Regions from separate parts of the Mus musculus genome. Here region 1 is linked to region 2. Evidence: chromatin contacts called from public Hi-C data. All regions are on one chromosome and are shown on one strand. Each heading gives the region's core, a stretch centred on a gene start, on an enhancer-like site or on the middle of the called end of the contact. The rest is flanking DNA. Distances are from core to core; before and after follow the strand shown. Region 1 overlaps Birc6 (baculoviral IAP repeat-containing 6). Region 2 overlaps Birc6 (baculoviral IAP repeat-containing 6).

Evidence for each region. A called contact is a pair of places that touch in the nucleus more often than the background predicts.
Region 1: a contact with region 2 is called in a Hi-C map of bone marrow-derived macrophages, with 24 read pairs. The contact joins two enhancer-like sites. A contact is called at or near these places in 9 of 39 promoter capture datasets (the C10 cell line, the HPC-7 cell line, cranial neural crest and 4 more), 1 of 15 datasets of contacts at CTCF or cohesin (the NIH/3T3 cell line), 4 of 484 Hi-C or Micro-C datasets (bone marrow-derived macrophages, liver, myeloid progenitors and 1 more), 2 of 115 datasets of contacts at active chromatin or transcription factors (embryonic stem cells and extraembryonic endoderm stem cells) and 3 of 9 other capture datasets (adipose tissue, liver and pancreatic islet).

Annotation. Positions count from the first base shown.
Region 1 is chr17:74,641,799-74,645,869 of GRCm38.p6, reverse strand. It overlaps Birc6 (baculoviral IAP repeat-containing 6), which reads right to left. Exons shown (of 73, transcript NM_007566.3): 46 at 4,062-4,071; 47 at 3,513-3,609; 48 at 3,184-3,378; 49 at 2,375-2,575. Among named protein-coding and RNA genes, the nearest start is that of Ttc27, 74 kb to the left of the region's middle. Within about 2 kb of position 2,724, at least 13 of the 459 cell types and tissues checked have an H3K27ac peak or open chromatin away from gene starts, as enhancers often do. A contact at or near this core is called in bone marrow-derived macrophages, where this site is marked.
Region 2 is chr17:74,568,220-74,572,612 of GRCm38.p6, reverse strand. The region is part of intron 7 of Birc6 (baculoviral IAP repeat-containing 6); the gene reads right to left. Among named protein-coding and RNA genes, the nearest start is that of Birc6, 42 kb to the right of the region's middle. Within about 2 kb of position 2,067, at least 11 of the 459 cell types and tissues checked have an H3K27ac peak or open chromatin away from gene starts, as enhancers often do. A contact at or near this core is called in bone marrow-derived macrophages, where this site is marked.

The DNA.
Region 1 (4,071 bases), core at 1,475-3,974, 73 kb before region 2:
GCCTATGGGGCAAACATAGCTATCAAAGAAAAATCTTAAAAATTGGTTTATTTCTATACTAAGTATAATTTTATTAATTGTCAATTAAATGGCAGGCTTACATTAAGGGTTAGAGAAATTTTTTTAAAGTTTGTAAACTGTAACTTCAAAAACATTTTCAAGAAACTAATAACGGCTGTATTTTACATGAGCAATACACTTTAAGGAATCAAACAACTGAAATTTCTACCACCATTTAATAATAAATCTATTCAATTTTCACTGGAACATATATTGAGTCCCTGCCCTAAACCACCAGAAAGTTATCTGTTAGTTAAGAATGCATAAATACCAGCTTTCTCTACCCACACTGTACTTGAGTTCCAAATTCTCACAGGCAAAATCTATCCACTTTCAAACAAACTGTTTTCCTCCCAAACAAAAGCTTTCTCATTTCAGATCGCAATACTTGAACTGCAGCTTAGAGCTTGATGCAAAGCTTACTAGGAAAGGACTCCATGCCACTAGATCACGTCTCGGTTTCTATCTGCACACTAGGTTTCTCTAGCTGTCTACTCACAAGATACCCATGCAGATACTCAACTGTAAATCCTCCTGCTGAAGACTAAGTAGATAGGAAGGTAGGCCTATGCTACCCTGTCAAGCAGTACTTTGTCTTTTAAAATAGTTTATGGCCTGCTAAAGTAAGGTTTTAGTATATGTTATTCTTTTTTTTTTTTTTTTAAAGATTTATTTATTTATTTATTACATGTAAGTACACTGTAGCTATCCTCAGATACTCCAGAAGAGGGAGTCAGATCTCATTATGGATGGTTGCTGGGATTTGAACTTCGGACCTTCGGAAGAGCAGTCGGGTGCTCTTACCCACTGAGCCATCTCACCAGCCCGTTATTCTTTTTTTTTTAATTAGATATTTTCTTTATTTACATTTCAAATGTTATCCCCTTTCCTAGTTTCCCCTCCGAAAATCCCCTATCCCCTCCCCACTCTCCCTGCTCCCCAACCCACCCACTCTCATTCCTGGTCCTAGCAGTCCCCTATACTGGGGCATAGAACCTTCACAGGACCAAGGGCCTCTTCTCCCATTGATGACCGACTAGGCCATCCTCTGCTACATATACAGCTAGAGCCACAAGTCTCACCATGTGTTTTCTTTGATTGGTGGTTTAGTCCCAAGGAGCTCTGGAGATATTGGTTAGTTCATATTAAATTTCCTCCTATAGGGCTGCAAACCCCTTCAGCTCCTTTGGTATGTTCTCTAGCTCCTCCATTGGGGACCCGGTACTCTGTCCAATGGATGGCTGTAAGCATCCACTTCTGTATTTGTCAGGCACTGGCAGAGCCTCTCAGGAGACAGCTATATCAGGCTTCTGTCAGCAAGCTCCTGTTGGTATCTGCCATAGTGTCTGGGTTTAGTGGTTGTTTATGGGATGGATCCCCAAGTGGGGCAGTCTCTGGATGGTCGTTCCTTCAGTCTCTGCTCCAAACTTTGTCACTGTAACTCCTTCCATGGGTATTGTGTTCCCCCTTCTAGGAAGGATTCTGAGCTAATATCCACTTATCAGTGAGTGCATATCATGTGTGTTCTTTTGTGATTGGTTACCTCACTCAGGATGATATCCACCAGATTCATCCATTTGTCTAAGAATTTCATAATTCATTGTTTTTAATTGCTGTGTAGTACTCCATTGTGTAAATGTACCACATTTTCTGTATCTATTCCTCTGTTGAGGGACATCTGGGTATGTTACTATTTTTGTTTTATTTCATCTGGAAACACAGGCTGGCCTCAAGTTCAAAACTGTCCTCCCTCATGTTCCCATGACATGAAATTACAGGGACATGACATTATGTCTGACGTTCACCTTATATTATTTGGATGAGATTAGGTAATAGTTTGAATATAACTAGATTATAGTCTACCTTAAAAATAAAAATATTCTTCCAAACATACTAAAAATCTATGAAATCTCCCAAGGTTTTCAATTGAATAACATTGAACACAAATGAATGTGACCATCTCAATATAAACTGTGAGTATGCTGAAAGAAGCTAAGTGACTTTAAATGGAAAAATATTATCAAGCATTGTTACTGAATATTCTACAAAAAAAATCTGTCTCTACTTAATCTGGAACTGATTTTCCAAGTATTTTAAGGAATTTACCTTAAAATGTTCTGATAAAATATATTCAATTAAGAACCAAGTGAATTATACAGAAGGGGGGGGTGGAGGAGGGGAGGGAGGGAGGGAGCCCACAGCGATTAAACACATGTACCCATGACCTAACACCAAAGGTGAGCACAGGAGGGCTTGCTGAGAGCACTTCCGGTCTTCCCTGCCTGTCACTCGCAGCACTCCTCACAGTACGCACTTGCGAGAGATGCGAGGTGAGGTTGAATGTGTATCTCCTTCAGCAGCACTGCTGACGGAAGGTGGATGGTAAGGTCACACCAGGCTTCCTCAGGCAGAAAGATGTAGGACCAAGCAGCAGAACGAGCTCTTCGATGGGGCGGTGTGGCTTGCAGGAGCACCTCAGCTGGCTGGGCAGTAGGACTACTAGAAGTGATGGTACCTACAAGGAAACAGTGGGAAACAGCATGCAAACGTGTGAAAAGGATGCAGGAGAACACGAGAAATACTCAGATGATACCATATGAAGCTATAACAACCAGCAGAAAATAAACATCTGCTGGAATAGCTACACTGTCAGTCACCAAGCATGATGATCAACAGTAGTCCCAAAATAGCCAGTCAACTATTAGTCAGAGGACAAGTGACCATTAGTGAGCACATGTCTAGGGTAATTTTTAAATTAAGTAGAAAACTCTTGAGGACTATAATTTCTTTAACCATGAAAATAATGGTCTTTATTTCTCAGATGTTCATGAAACAACAATAAGAAAAGCATGAAAGAAATGCAGTATGAAGGAATAAACACCTAAATTAAAAATGTAAAACATATCAATGTTTAAGTCCTTTTAAGGTGATTAACATTTGAAGAGAGAACTGACCTAAAAATGTTGTACTTAGTAGAATGTTTTGGACCCAACAGCCTATAAAAGGAATTTTTTTATTTAAAATTGTACTAATCTAGTTTCAACTTGTGTCCACAACTAATTTTGCTTCACCTCATCAGAACACAGAGCTGAGTCATAGTAAGAGGCATAACCACTATCTTACCAAGTGGTGCAAAGTTATGGATTCCTTCTGCATTGTCAGGCTCAGAGGCCAGGATCCTTGTTTTCAAAGTGCTGTCAACAGCTTTATTTGGTCCAGAATCAAGAAATTTCATAATAGTTGATACCATACTTCTTGCAGTGTTCACAATAGCCCTTGTACTGGTAACCATATTATTGCATATGAGCTGAACTCCACCTAAATTCACAAAGAATACTAAATGAAAAGAATCCTAGAAACAAGTGAAGATTCAGAGTACAAAAATGACCATGCCACAATGTTAGCTGAAAGGACCATGCTAGAATGACAGCATAGGAGATTTTTTTTCTTACCCATATCATGGAAAGCTTTCAATGCATCACTAGTATCCAACACTCTCAAGATAAACCACAACAATGGCTCAGATAACTGGCAAGTAGCAAGAGAGCCCTAAAAAGTAAACACACAACATGATTTTCTAAGTCCCTGTGAATCTGGACAACTCGATTTCTTAATATGATCGAAATGACACTATAGGAATGACCAAGGAATTAATGAAAACATTGTATTAGAATGAAAATTTACCCTCACACCCTTTAGAATTTTGTTGTCCATGTTTAGTAGTTCTGTGTCATATCTCAGGAAACAACCTGCTAGTTAAAGATGCTATCTCAGGGAAAGGAGTAGTGAGCCTTTCCAGAATATAAATATTGACTTTATCTCTGTAGTCATTTTTCAAAAGACCATATCATGAAATTTTATTCTTCAATTTCTATTAAAAGTAAAATCTAAGAGTTACTTTGCCCATGAACATGGATACTGTTCATCTGTCTGATGTAATTCTCTGCTTGCATTACCATCAAACTGTTAAATTACTGCAGCAGCTGCTGGACTGAACGTACTTGTCTGCCC
Region 2 (4,393 bases), core at 818-3,317:
CTTTGCATCAACCTTTACCCATTCTCGCAGATGTAACAGTCAAGCTCTGCACTTTACTCACCAACAGATCACCAGTATTTTAAAATTTTGATACTCTCGTTACAAAACTAAAAGATGTATTTTATTAAAAAAAAAAAAAGAAAGAAAGAAAGAAAGAAAAGCAATTCTCCCAGGCAGTGGTGATGCATGCCATTAATCCCAGCACTTGGGAGGCAGAGACAGGCAGATTTCTGAGTTCGGGGCCACCCCGATCCACAGAGTTAGTTCCAGGACAGCCAAGGCTATGCAGAGAAAGAAACCCTGTCTTGAAAACAAACAAACAAAAAAAAAGGCAAGTCTCATTTTCCAGAATAATATACTGTACTAAAAGTCACAATGCTTATATACTAATGCTGTTTTACATATAAATGGCAATCTCTACTTAAGACTTCGGCCAGACTATCAAGCCTGCACCTATCTTTCCTGCTACTAGAAAGGCTGAGGCAAAAGGACATTTGCTCAAACTTCCAGGGCATCTGGGGGGCCTTGTCTCTAAACTACACCAACCTTTCTTGGAAAAAAGAAAAAGAAGAAGAAAGTAGAAGAAAGAAGAAAGAGGAAGAGGAGGAGGAGCAGGAGGAGAAGAAGGAGGAGCAGGAGGAGGAGGAGGAGGAGAAGGAGAAGGAGGAGGAGGAGGAGAAGGAGGAGGAGCAGGAGGAGAAGGAGAAGGAGCAGGAGGAGAAGGAGGAGGAGAAGGAGAAGAAGGAGGAGGAGCAGGAGGAGGAGCAGGAGGAGAAGGAGAAGGAGAAGGAGCAGGAGGAGGAGCAGGAGGAGGAGAAGGAGGAGGAGAAGAAGGAGAAGCAGGAGGAGAAGGAGGAGGAGGAGGAGGAGGAGGAGAAGGAGAAGCAGGAGGAGAAGGAGGAGGAGGAGGAGAAGGAGGAGGAGGAGGAGGAGGAGGAGAAGCAGGAGGAGAAGGAGAAGGAGGAGGAGAAGGAGGAGGAGGAGGAGAAGGAGGAGGAGGAGCAGGAGCAGGAGGAGGAGGAGCAGGAGGAGGAGGAGCAGGAGGAGGAGGAGGAGGAGCAGGAGGAGGAGGAGGAGGAGGAGCAGGAGGAGGAGAAGGAGAAGGAGCAGGAGGAGGAGAAGGAGGAGGAGGAGCAGGAGCAGGAGGAGGAGGAGAAGGAGAAGGAGCAGGAGGAGGAGAAGGAGAAGGAGAAGAAGGAGAAGGAGCAGGAGGAGGAGAAGGAGGAGGAGAAGGAGGAGGAGAAGAAGCAGGATGAGAAGGAGAAGGAGGAGGAGAAGGAGGAGGAGGAGGAGAAGGAGGAGGAGGAGAAGGAGGAGGAGGAGAAGGAAGAGGAGGAGGAGCAGGAGGAGGAGGAGAAGGAGAAGCAGGAGGAGCAGGAGGAGGAGAAGGAGGAGGAGCAGGAGCAGGAGGAGCAGGAGGAGGAGGAGGAGCAGGAGGAGGAGGAGGAGGAGCAGGAGGAGGAGGAGGAGAAGGAGGAGGAGGAGGAGGAGCAGGAGGAGGAGGAGGAGAAGGAGGAGGAGGAGGAGGAGAAGGAGGAGGAGAAGGAGGAGGAGGAGGAGGAGGAGAAGGAGGAGGAGGAGCAGGAGGAGGAGGAGGAGCAGGAGGAGGAGGAGGAGGAGGAGGAGATGGAGAAGGAGATGGAGATGGAGAAGGAGAAGGAGAAGGAGATGGAGATGGAGATGGAGAAGAGGAGGAGGAGCATAATACAGCATTCCAAGGCAATGTCTACAACTGTTTACTAAGACAATGCTGACAAAGGTTCTGTGCCTTAAGTTTTTTGTAAATGGTATTAACAGACAGATGCAGTCAGCTCTGAGTCACAGATTAGCTTATTATTATTGCTCAGTACTGAGCTTCCTGAATATTGGGCAATTGCTCTCCCACTGAGCAGTATCACCAGAAACCAACCCCAACTCACTACAATTTAAAATAATAAAAAGGATGTAAAACAAGCATAAGATCACCTGCTAAGAGCTTCAAGTATTCAAATCCGAATCAGAAGTTTAAAAAAAAAAAAAAAAAACTCTTCCAAAAAAAAAAAAAATACTGCACTTGGGAGCTAGGATAAGCAAATTCAAAACAGGAACAGAACACATTAGGTTTCAACTACAGAAGAACTTTAGTATTAACCAATTACCACCCAGGCATACTGAGATAAAACATAAAATACAGTTTTTATAAGGAAAGAATTCAATGGTCTTGACATTACAGATCTAATTGGTCTACAAAAACATAATGATCTATTTCTAAAATACTTTATGATAAAAATTATAATGCATATAAATTGATCCAACATTTGCTTTAAAAAAAGAACACTCCCATAACTAGATAGCATGAATACAGGTTGTTGGGGATTGGTTCTAAGGCTTTGAATTAATCGGCCCCCAAAATTGGGAATCTGTGTGTCCAAATGCTGAAGGTCCTTGTCCACAATTGGATTTTGATCAATCAATAAAGAGCCAAAGGCCAATAGCAGGGCAGGTAGACTGAGACAGGACCTTTAGATTCGTGCGCGTTGGAGACTGGGAGAGAGAAAGGGGGGATTGCCATGTCGGAGGGCAGAAGGAAGGGGGAGCGGGGTGGGGGTAGGGGAGCCAGATCAGATTTAGAGCTACAGAAGAAAATTCATCCAAAATGTAGGTGGTAAGGGCAATAGTCCTATGGGAGGGGCTGCCCAGAAGGTAACAGGGCAGCAGAGATGAAACATAGATTTAGAAGGTGTTGGAGCCAGGGTACTGGAGGGAAATGTATGCTAGCCAGGTCAAGGCATACTAAAATTAACTGTTGCATGTGCGTGTGCGTGTGCATGTCTGTCTGTCTGTCTGTCTGTCTTTCATTCGCAAACCCAGAGAGCTTCTGAGCGGTACAGGAGAGCACCAGGAGTCAAAGCAATTTAGCCAAATAACTGCTTCAACGGGTTCTCTATGTTCTCTTTCATTCTCATTCCTGCCTTTGCCAATTCTTCTACAATAAACATATTTATGCCCATACTATTCAGCTTTTAGGTGACAAAAATATTTTAAAAAGTAACAATCATACAAGATAAATTATAGGCAAGTTACAAATCATACAAGATAAATTACAGGCAAGTTACAAAACTTAGTTAATACTACCTTTGTTTTAAAGCTAATAAAATATCATTAATTTTATCAATGCCATAGTGTCCTCAAAAATGAAATTCAGAACATCTTTGTCAACTCAGCAAAATACACAAAGCCAGGCAGTGTAGTAAATGTCTTATCTCAGCACTTGAGGTCAGAGGTAAGATCAAGAGTTCAAAGTCAATGTAGGATAGATACTCGAGAGCCTGTCTCAAAAAAGAAATATATATAACAAGTATAGCATCTAGAGAAACATGTTACTTTATTTAAATTAAGTATGCTATCAAATACTCACTGAGTACATTGAGAATTGTGTCAATGCTTTGAGTCAAAATGGGAAACTACAACAGCCTAATCCAAGCAGGATGACAAAGGACGCAGACACATCAGGAATAAAGGTATGGGTCAATCCTCCAGGAAAAGAGCCAAGACCTGCTGAGGTGCTGGCTGAAGGTGAAGGAAGTACAGAATGGGTAGTAGAGGAAGGTAGTTATAAATACCAATTAAGGCCACGTAACCAGTTGCAGAAACGAGGATTCTAAGTAATATGAATGCCCATTGTAAATTTACAAATGCGTTTGCGATTGTACGAGGGATAGTTATATCATGTTAGGCATATTCACAACCTTGTTATTGTTTCATGTGAACATGAGATATTATTTGTGTCAAGTTGACAAGGGGTGGATTGTAGTGGCTATTCCTGGTTGAGTCAAAATGAGTCAAAAGTAATTCCTAAACAAGTTATACTGTAATAACTTTAAACCCAGCTTTTAATCTCAAATTATGTTGTTCCTAAAGTTAATGAAACCCACATTTGATATGTGAAGATTAAACATATTGCATCTTGTGCCACACAAAGTCAGAAGTGTTTCTATTTACTGGTAATCCACAGGACTCCCATTGCCTCTGGAAGGAGAGTAACCAGAAGTCAAGCAAAAGGGGCAGAGCACCAAGGCTGGACTTTGTTCTGGGTTTTCTTTTGCTTTAAAAGAGCGTATCAACCCATTCTCCTGATTAAGCTCCCCCGTGCTAGGTTCATGTAGTCACCATAATGCTGGCTGCTTCTTTGCCCCTCAGGCCCTTCCCACCTTTCTGGGAGGAGAATGAGTCTGGGAATTAAACCCAGGATTTTCCTTTGCTCCTGCTGGTCAAGTAGTCTACAAGCGAGTACATCCTCAACCTGGAGTCCCGCTTTGCCCCTTCTTCTTACCGTGTGTTTCACTTCTGTGTACTACCTCAACCAATTGGTCATTAACTATATAATACTGTAATAAATTTCTGCTGGAAACAA